2 separate regions of the Pan troglodytes genome follow, and region 2 is linked to region 1. A link is a contact called in public Hi-C data. All regions are on one chromosome and are shown on one strand. The core of a region is the stretch at or near the end of the contact, and the rest is flanking DNA. Distances in the headings are between cores, read along the strand shown.

Region 1 (5,167 bases), core at 1,960-4,459:
TTATCACTGCCCTAGGAGTCATGCTCTCTCAGGACTGTGCCTACCCACCAAGCTCCCTCTCCCTGGAGTCTTCCCCATTTACCTCTACTCCTCTCTCTGCACTCAGCACAAGCCCCCTCTCCTGCAGTAAGTCTTCCTTGATTTCCCCCCAGGGTGAGTAAGAGTCCTCTTAAAACCCCATTCTGCCAATAATCATTCCGTGACCAGGCTAAGGGTCTCCCCGACAGATCTGTGGGCTGTTTGCAGAGAAGGGCTGGAGTTATCCACCTCAGTCTCCCCAAAGCCGGGCAGGACCTGACCGATGACCTGTGTGAGCCCAGGGAGCGTGGCAGGCTCCAGAAGTCACATGCAATGTCACCAAGACAGAAAATCTGTGTCAGGGAGAGACTCCAAATAAGGCTGCAGAGGCAGGCAGGTCCAGGTGCCAGAGGATTGGCCATGAGGGCAGCAGGAGGCAGGGCCAGGCCGGGCTTCACAGGAGAGGTTCCCAGACAGTATTGGAGGAAGGCCTTGAGGGGACAGTTTAGAGTCCCTGGGAGATCAGGGGACAGTGGCTGAGGAAATGGGATGAGAGATATTTAAGGGGAGAAAGGCCCAGACTTGGTGCCTGAGTGCTCGTGGGCAGTGAGGGAGAGGGAGGACTCCAGATGACTCCCAGAGCAGTTCCCCTGGTCTCTAGGGACAGGGAGGATGCTAGCAGCAAGCTCGGACACCAGTTACCTTGGACACAAATAACCCCTAGGGACTCTGCCCCTGCCAGCGCAGAGCTGCAGCCTCTGACAGCGCCTCAGCAGCAGCCAGCAGCGCCCCAACCCCGTCTTCCCCAGGGGTTGACTTGACGCTCTGCTGGCTCCGTGCCCATGGCTCCCTCCCGCAGTCAGCTCTGCGCCTGCCAGGAGGGGAGGGGAGGGGAGGGAGGGAGGGAGGGAGGGAGGGGCGGCTGCAGGAGCCCTGCAGGGAGGGAGGAAGGGAAGGCGGGAGGAAGCCAGCCTGCAGACCCCAACCTAGAAGGGAAGGAGAGGAGAGGGCGTGGCAGACCAGGAAGGCGGGGCCGTACTGTGTCACCACCCACTGGGAGTTGCCAGACGCCTTCTCCATCCTCTTGCTACCAACTATTCTAGAAATGGGGAAACTGAGGCCCGGAGATGGCAGCTGTTTAGAGGCCAAGAGCCCAGATTTCAGCAAACTCAACCCTGCTGTTGGATTACCCCTGCCCCGCCACCAGCCTGGAGCAGCCACCTCAACCCGGCTCTGGCAGGGATGACTGTAGAATACCACAGGGCCCCAGAGCAGAAAGCTGGCCTGCTAATTGACCCTAAGGTTCAAGTCCCCCAAGTCCCTATGGTCTAGAGGGCTGGGGGAAAAAAAGGGCTGACTGAGCAAGTCCAGACCTCTCTGATTTCTCGTTTGTAAAATGAGAGCGGTGATGCCTCTCTGACAGGGAGGCATCAGTGTCAGAGGAATCAGAGGACTCCGTGGGCCCAAAAAATCCACGGGGCCCCAGATGACAACCAGGAGGACTAGATTCAAATGTCATATCCCTGAGAAAATCATTCCCCTCTCTGAGCCTCAGTTTCCCCAACTGCACAATGAGGGGACTCAGTCAATGATCTTAAGTTCCCATCCATCACTGAGAGCCTATGGGAAACTGTCTGCCGAAGTTTTAAATTCTAGAGCAAAAATACAAACCCTACTACTATATCTCCCCAGCTCCCTAAACTGGCACTTGAAGGCTCTCCTCTGGCCTGTCACTGGTCTGCCAGGGGGTCACGGTAGCCCTGCCCAGGTACTCCCCGGCTCCGCTGGCCGGTGAAACACTGAGGGCCAAAGTAAAGTCCCTGGTCCCAGGGCTAGACCCAAACCTCCAGACCCCTCGCCGCCCCAGCTGCAAACCTCCGGCGGCGGCCCCTAGGGGGCAGTGTTGCCCCGAACTTGGGCCGTGGCCGCCACTGCCCCCGCCCGGCTCAGCGCCGGGAGAATACTTGAGTTCTGGGAATGTTGGACACCCCCCCGCACACACACCGCCCCCCGCTGCCGGCCCCAGCCCGGGGGCTCCCGCGCTGCGCGCAGCCGGCTCGGTGCGGACTTGCTGCTGGCTCCCCACCTCTCCCAGCCGAATGCAATTCTGGGCACAGGGTTTTTGTTTGGGGTTGGTTTTTTTTTTTTTTTTTTTTTTTTGGCCGGGGTTGGGAGCAGGCATTCGGCTCGGGCTGCCTGCGCGGACTAGGATGTCTGAGCTCAGAGACCCGTGGGAGAAATTCGAGGGGCGAGGGGGCTTGTTCTTCCAGTAACCTGTCAGCTGCTTCCCCCGTCTCCCCTTTATCCCCCTGTCACCCCTCCCCGATATTTGATGGGCATCCACCCCGTACCACCTACCCCAGATCCATCTCCGGGGATCCCCCAACCCCGCCAGGAAGCGCCCCGGGGTGGGGGGTACTGCAGTGCGTGATGTTTCCACCCCACCACCAGCCTCGCTTCCCCAGCTCAAACCCAGGCCCAGGGGCCAGGACACAGCCACGATCTGAAGGGTAGCGTTTGAGGGGGGCGACTCCTGCTGCGAATTTCCCCCACCCCCAGCCGTGAGCCGTAAAGTCAGGGGCTGGAGCATAGACGGTAAAGGGGAAAAGAAGGAAACCCCCATTCAAGTTTGGTCCAACGGTTTCATGGGGAGGGGGGCAAGTAGGAAGAATTTTTAAGCCCTGAACCCACAAAGCAGACTTTTTAAAAAATTGTAATTGAAAACATCTCGAAGTAAGGGCTGCCAGAAGCGGGCCCACTCCCCGCCCCCCCGCCCCAACCCCCTTTCCCGCTCCCCGGAGTCCGATGAAGTCATGATAAGTAGGCTGCAAAAAGAAAAAAAAAAAAGTGGGGGGTAGGCTGGGGGGGTGAGGGCACAGGGGTCCCAGGCTGGGGCCCCGCGCGGACACAGTTTGGATACTATGGTTACGCGATCCGACCCAAACAGCGAAGGTGGACAACAATAGCGGCCGCCAGAGGAGGAAATTCCTTCCGGGGTGGACGGCGCGGGGGGAGGGGCGCCTGGCTGGAACGCCGAGGCGGCGGCTCGGCCAATCAGCGCGCGGCCGCCGGCGGTTTCAAGGTGCCCCGCGCCGCGCGCCCCCACCCCCCCCGCGCGCTCCGCTCGGGCGCTGGAATTGCTGAGACGTTTCCCTGCACGCGCCCGGGTAACCCTGCGGAGGCTGCTGCCCGGGCCGACGCCGCCCCCCCAGCGCCGCCCCAGGCGCCGAGCCTACAGCCCGGGGAAGGCCGAGAGTGGCGCTGCAAGAGTTGCTTGTCCTCGAGGGAGGTGGGGGGAAAAATCCCTACAAACCACCCCCTGTCTATGTGTTTGGTTCCTGCACAAGCCTGTTTTCCATTTTAAAGCATGTCTCAAGAAAAATCAGAGGGAGAGAGACAAGGAGAGAGAAGGTCCACCGACAGCTCTAGAAGCTTGGGAGGACCTGACCCCTGCTTCCCGGTCTCCGAGGCTGTTATATAATAAGTTGGGTTATTGATATTGGCGGTCTTGCCCGGGCATCCGGGATGCAGAGGTCCAAGGGCAAAGCTGCTATCTAAAACCCCCTCACCACCAAGTTCATGTGATCTGGCTTGCAGTGGGCTCATCGAAACCAGGGGCTCCCCTTCGCCGGCATCTGGGTTATTCATGCGGTGCCCAGTGGGGTGACGGTAGCCGTTTCTCCCCAACCTGCCAGAGATTCTGTGCCCCAAGTCCCTCTCTTTTGGAAACCCCGGACTGGCTCTCAATCCTCTTTCCCAGCGGCCAAACCCTCAACCGCGCCTCCTCTCTCTCTTGCTCTCCTGCCAACTACCCAACGCCGGCATGCTGGGCACTGCGAGCGCCACATCGATCCCGTTCCTTTTTTAAGCCCCTGAACCAGGTTTCTGCTTTCTGATGCCTTCTGGGCACAGGGCACCACTTCGATGAGGAGTACAGGCCGTTTTATTCACTGCGTATTGAGACACTTCTCTGAAAGGATCTAATGTTCAAAAAGTATTTTTGCCTCTCCACTCTCTCTCCCTCTCTTCATATATAATGGGGATAGCCCTAATTCTCCCGTTCCTCGTGTGTCTCTTTATAAATAAATAATGCGATTTTATTAATTATGCACGTACACTATCTCCAAGCAGATTGCTGTGTCTCTTGATGCTTAATAAAAAAAAAAAAAAAAAAAGGAAAAACCCTCTACACTTAAAGCTGTTTTTCCCCTACTGCAAGCAAACAAAAACTTCAAGGGGCCATATGTCCTCAAAACGGGGAGAGGAAGACAGAACTTGGGGAGAGCGTGGGCAGGGAGAATCTAAAGGAGGTCCTGTGCAGGCTTTCAAGGCAGCTAAAGATGGATTTCAATTCGCCCGCTTCATGCTTGTGATTGAGCTGCGGGTCTGAAAACATACCAAGGTTCACTTGGGCATTTGTGCGCTAAGGAGGGATGGGCAGCCGCTAATGGTAAACAGGAAACCAGTGAGAAGAGAGCTGGCGGCAGCCCAGTCCCTCTCTCAATTCGGTGCCCCTCCTCAGAGCCCCTGAACCCCTGAGCTCTCAAAACACACTTGGTTTCTGTGCATTTGTGCATCAACAATCTCCTGAATGCCCAACATAATTCCTGGCACATAGTAAGGGCTCAACAAATATTTGCACATTGAATGAATGGAGTGTGGAAAACATAAAGGGGTTAGGAATAGGCTAGGTCTTGGGACCCAGGCCTAGCAGGGGCAGAAGCTGGGGCTTTTTATCCCTCAGACAATTTGGGGAGTGGGGGACCTGAAGCTTTCTGGCCAAAGAAGTGACAGAACAGAGCTGAGTGTTAAAAAGCAAAGAGACCAGAGGGCAGAGAGAGGTGCAGTAATACCAGCAACGTTAAGCAGAGTTAGTGTGGCCAGGGAGGAATGGACACAGAGATGGTGAGGTGGGGTGTGGTGGGGTGGGGGCTCCTCAGTCCCTTTAGTACATGCAGATGAGGGAGTGGGAGGGGATCAGAAGTGAGCTTTGTTTTGAAACATTGTGGTTGCCAGGCAGGTGCAGTGGCTCACACCTATAATCCCAGCACTTTGGGAGGCTGAGGCAGGGGGATCACCTGAGGTCAGAAGTTGTAGACCAGCCTGGCCAACATGGCGAAACCCTGTCTCTACTAAAAATACAAAAAAA
Region 2 (5,167 bases), core at 1,695-4,194, 220 kb after region 1:
CCAGCCTTAGAAAGATGTTGAGGTTCCTAGAGAACTCTTCCCATTGGTTATGGGGAGAGAACGAGAAAGAGCAAACAATGTGTGTAGCCCAAGAGCCGGAGATATGACCCAGACAATAAGAGGGGAGAGAAACATGCATGACCCAAAATCTTTCCTCATCTCCTGCAGAAGTAGCTGGGGTTTCTCTGGGAGAAGGGCAGCCTCCTGAGGGCTCTGATGGCTGTCTTGAAGTATCTGAAGTTCTGTTATGGAGAACCTGCCATGTACTCAGACATGCCCCTGTGGGCTCTCAGCCCCACATTCCAAGTCCTTGAGAGAAAAGGGAAGCCGATTTGAATCATTGTATGGAAGACATTTCTGTCATCTGCCAAATTAATGATGAAGTGGTGAGCTGTTTGACAGTGGTGGTAACTAAGCAGTGGCAGGATGCCCAGTGGAGAGCCTTGGGCACTGTGAGCTGTGGGGTGGGGGATGTGTTCACAGGGAGGGTCAAAGCCCAGTAAATGAGAACATACCCCTGGCAGCAACTGGGGCAGTTCCCAAAAGCTGAGCCAAATGCTGTCCATTTCCTGCCCTGCTCTCCAGCGGGAAGCAGGAGCCAGCAGAGGGAGCGGACATTCCTCCTGCCAGAAAGCTGCTGCAGCAGGAAAGGCCTCTCTTTGCTGACGAGGACAAGTTTGTGACAAGGGGAGACTTGGGAAGGATTAAACCACCTTGTTTGCTTTTGGTTTCCGAAGCCTGTTACTAGTGGAAGCTTGGTGGTGGGGCGCTGGGGTCCCCACCCATCTGACAGATGGTGAAGTGAAGGCAGGGCAAGGGAAGGAGCTGAGTCCCCATCATGTGAGACCCGGACGGGCTTGCTTGGTCGTCCCTTAGCCCCTCGGTCAGACGTGGTGTGTAAGGGCAGGGACATGTCAGCCACCCAAGAGGCAGCCACGGACCCTGCCCTCAAGGGGCTCATAGTCTGGTGGAGGGGGCAGGCAGTGACTGAGTGCCATGCTGGAGAGGTTGACAGGAAGAATACCGCTGGGGCCAGGCACAGGGCACAGCCAGTATGGCTTGTCTGGGGAAGCCTCTCCGAGGGGGTGACATTTGGGCTGAGGAGGAGGAGGCAATTGGCAGTGAATAGAGGTGGGGGAGTGTGCCAGGCGAGAGGGAGCCTGTGCCAGGATGTGATGGGGCAAGTTTGGGGTGGCAGGGGCCTGGACTGCAGGCTGGGGCGTGGGGATGGAGCCAGGAATAGACACAGGAAGGACTTAAAGTTGGGGAGAGCCATGAAAGGTTCCTAATAAGGGGAGCAACGCGATCCCAGGAAGAGGTTCCATGGCCTGGAGGGGCTGGGCCCTTGGCCGGCTGGCCAGTGAGGAGTCCAGTTGCGGTCCCCTCTGGAGGTGGCCATGGCCGGAGCAGGAGTGGCGGCTGGGTGAGACTGAGGGCAGCTTTCCTGCCTGTGACTGGTGGCCTCTAGTGGATGTTGGAGCCTAAAGGAGGCCCAGCTTACTGCCCACATAGGTTGGGGGCAGGAGGCAGGTGTGGCGGTGAGAAGCCAAGGCTGGTGCCTGCTGTCTTAGCAGACCCCTTACCTGGGGCTGCCCAGCCTAGCCCTCCCCACCCACCCCAGCCAGTGCTCTCAGGCCTGAGAGTAGAACTGTCTGACGCCCTCTTATGTTAATAGTTGCTGGTGGAAGCACTCTCCAAGTTAGAAAAGCTGTTCCCTGCTGTGATTTCATTTGATTCTATGAGATAGTCCTAAGAACCAATAGCATTCCCACTGTATAGATGAGAAACTGAGGCTCAAATTGGCCAGTTGCTCAGGAAGACAGGCCTGGGTGGGGCGGTGGGATCTGCAGCTTCTTGATAACTGCCTGTCTGTGGGGAAATAAAACCCCCTCCCCATTCTGGGCCTCGCCTGGCCCTGTCTGCTTCCCTGCAGGTTGGGGAGTCTGTCTGATAGATGCAGCCTCCTACTGGGGAAGAGGACAGAGGTGCTGTGTCAGGGGTGGATGTGTTCGCTCCTCCAGGGGACAGAAGCACCACCCCCTCCAGCTCCTCCGCCCTGCTGTCTGCCTCCAGACTGACAGAAGGCAGGGTCACCCCTGCTGAGAAGGATTAGAGAGGAGGCGGGGCACCCCAACTGCTGGGCTCCAGGCCACAGTTGGAGGTGGGGAACCACTGCTCTTCCCCACCCCCAGGCCCCACCTGTTCCAAACTGACTTGGCTCTGGGAGCGGCAGCCCCTCCTCTAGTTACTGTGATGAAGCCCCCTATCCTGGGAGTGGGACACTCTGGGATACCAGCCCTGCTGCCAAATTCCTGTGTGTCCTCGGGGAGCCAGCCTTCCCTCTCTTGGCCTTAGCTTGCTCCTCTGTCCAGTGGGGGGTGCTGGCCACTTGGAAGCACATGGGTCTGGGCTGGTCCTGCCCTCCACAATCTCCTGGCCAGTGAAAAGAGGCCTGGGGCAGAGGAGAGGGAAGAAAGCCTTTTTTTGCTTGCCAACACCTCCCCTGCAAAGGTCAGGCTGTGCTCCCTTCCCTGCCCGGCAGCCAGCCTGGTGCCTAACGTCTGCCCAGCGGCAGATGACCGGCACTGGGGCTCCTAGCAACAGTGGACAAAAGGTTACTCCTGACGTGCCAGGCTGCCTCGGCGGCGGCTGGCTCAGCTCAGTCGCCCTCCCTCTTAAATAGGAAAAAAAGTTGTGGCCCTGACTTGTGTGCGTGCCTGTGTGCACGCATGCCTGTGTGCACACATGTGGATATGTTTGTGTCTGCACACTTGAGCCACCTCTCCCTCCCCCTCTGAAAAACGTGAACTCCACATGTAGCGCCGTAACTCTCACTGATGAAATGGAAAGTTGAACATAAATCAATGTCTGCCGCCCAGTTAGCTATGCATCAGCAGGCAGCGCCTGGGAGATTTGCTCGGTAACAAAGCACCCAACAGCTGCTTGGGCCTTGACTGCCCCCTAACGCAGAGCCAGCCCCATGCTACAGAGCCCAGCTGGGCTACACACCACGTCCTCCTGGCCTCCCAAGTGCAGGATGGGACTCTCACTCCTCTCTTCAACCTTTTGAGGGAGGGAAGGAGGAAGGAGTCTCTGGCCTCTTGGACTTGGGAGGCCTGGGCTCTGTTCTTGCTGCTGCTCCTGGCAAAGCCCTCACTGGGGGTGTAAACTGACTCCCGAATCTCTGGCTTCTGTGGATCTGATACTGGAAGGATGGGTGTCAGTAGCTGCCTTCACCTCATGCTTATTAAGAGCTTGGGCTGGTTTATCCTTTCTCCTTTGGACCTGAGTTTTTACTTTGCATTTTCTTAGAATGGAGTGATTTTTCCCTGTGCCTGGAAGCTGCTCTACCGCAGGTCGGCAGTTCTCCCAGCACGGTACCGTGGCTGCTCCCTCTGCCCCCACGAGGTCCTTCTGTCCTTCATAGGGGGATGGGAGTGGAGACCCCTGCGGGGCTGGAGAGTATTTTTGTTTTGTCTCTTCATAGCTGACTGAGGGGTGGACTCTCTTGCTCCTGTCCCCACCTACCTTCTCAGCAAATTGTACTGAGGTTTTTCTCCTTTTTTTTTTTTTTTAAAAAAAAGGTCAAATTCCTTAGCCCTTGTAGCAGAAGAGGTTTGAGGAAGAGAATTCCAGCAGAATCCTGTAATAACACGCCTCGGCATGACATGGATCAGGATAGACCCCCTGAGTAAGCTCATGCCACAGTGGGAGGAACCTCCCCTTCAGGGGAGTCTGGGCTAGGCTCTGGGCCCAGGCACTGCCCTGGGGGTCAGAGGCCATTCCAGCATCTAGCTCAGTGTGAGGCACTGTTCTAAGTGCAGGGAACCACAGTATGGGGTCAGGTTCATGTCCTGTTTCTGCCTAAGTTAACTCCCAGGCAACCTCTCCCTGAAACACTTCCTCTCCCAAAGAGGGCCTTAGAATCCGTGAAGCTCCTAGGCCAGGCCCACCTGTGATCCTGTAAACTTTTCTCTCAGAAAAGCCCCATCTCAGGCCAGGCATGGTGGCTCACGCCTATAATCCCAGCACTTTGGAGGTCAAGGTGGGCAGATCACCTGAGGTCGGGAGTTCGAGACCAGCCTGACCAACATGGTGAAACCTCGTCTGTATTGAAAATAGAAAAATTAGCCAGGCCTGGTGGCACGCAACTGGAATCCCATCTACTCGGGAGGCTGAGGCAAGAGAATCGCTTGAACCCAGGAGGCAGAGGTTGCAGTGAGCTGAAATCACACCATTGCATGCCAGCCTAGAGGACAGAGCAAGACTCTATCTCAAAAAAAAAAAAGAAAAGAAAGAAAAGCCCCGTCTCTTGTTTCTTGCTCAAGACCAAATGGTGGGAAAGAGACTGGGGACATGGTGGGGTAGAGGGGCACACCCTTCATGAAGTGCCAGGTCTGTATGCAGCACAGGCATGGGGTTGGGAGGGCACCCAGCTCGGCGTCAGGGTGGCCGCAGAGTGGCTGTGAACAGGGTCTTTGGAGCACGATGGCCCTGCGCTTGGCTGGCAGTGTGATCCTGGCAGTGACCCAGCCTCTTCAGGCACTGTTTCCTCAGCTGTGCTGTAGGAACAGTCGCGCAGCAAATCCTACCGTGTCCTTTTTGGAGCTGTGGTGAAGATTGACTATACATATAAACCTATTTTCAGGCCACACGTGGTGGCTCATACCTGCAAATCCCAGCACTTTGAGAGGCCGAGGCAGGAGGATCGCTTGCGGCCAGTTTGAAACCAGCCTGGGCAACATAGACCCTGTCTCTACAAAAGAAAAATTAAAAAATTAGCGAGACTTTGTTGCATAGGCTTGTAGTCCCAGCTGCTCTGGAGGCTGAAATGGGAGGATGGCTTGAGCCCTGGAGATTGATACTGCAGTGAGCCTCGATCACACCACTGCACTCCAGCCTGGGCAACAGAGCAAGACCCTGTCTCAAAAGAAACTCAAAAATCTACATTCATGTCAGTAATGGTTTATTATTACTGCTGTGGAAAGATGACTGGGCTTCAGGATCCGTGTTGACCAGCAGCTAAGCCTGGAGCTCCCAGCATGCCAGTCAGCTCATCTGTCCCTTCTGTCTTGGACAGGGAGGTGCTGGGTCCCATCCCTCCTTCACCTTCTGTGAAGGTGATCCATGCTTCCTGGCGGCCTCTGGTGTCACACAGCCTGGGTGG

What was found. Hi-C and Micro-C count contacts between places; a contact is called where the count stands out from the background.
Region 2: a contact with region 1 is called in a Hi-C map of stem cell-derived neural progenitor cells, with 8 times the contacts expected there. The contact joins two enhancer-like sites. A contact is called at or near these places in 1 of 7 Hi-C or Micro-C datasets (stem cell-derived neural progenitor cells) and 1 of 1 datasets of contacts at active chromatin or transcription factors (stem cell-derived excitatory neurons).

Annotation. Positions count from the first base shown.
Region 1 is chr1:176,494,317-176,499,483 of NHGRI_mPanTro3-v2.0_pri, forward strand. No RefSeq gene overlaps it. Among named protein-coding and RNA genes, the nearest start is that of ACOT11, 59 kb to the left of the region's middle. Within about 2 kb of position 3,210, at least 21 of the 24 cell types and tissues checked have an H3K27ac peak or open chromatin away from gene starts, as enhancers often do. A contact at or near this core is called in stem cell-derived excitatory neurons and stem cell-derived neural progenitor cells, where this site is marked.
Region 2 is chr1:176,712,822-176,717,988 of NHGRI_mPanTro3-v2.0_pri, forward strand. The region is part of intron 5 of SSBP3 (single stranded DNA binding protein 3); the gene reads left to right. Among named protein-coding and RNA genes, the nearest start is that of MRPL37, 72 kb to the right of the region's middle. Within about 2 kb of position 2,945, at least 13 of the 24 cell types and tissues checked have an H3K27ac peak or open chromatin away from gene starts, as enhancers often do. A contact at or near this core is called in stem cell-derived excitatory neurons and stem cell-derived neural progenitor cells, where this site is marked.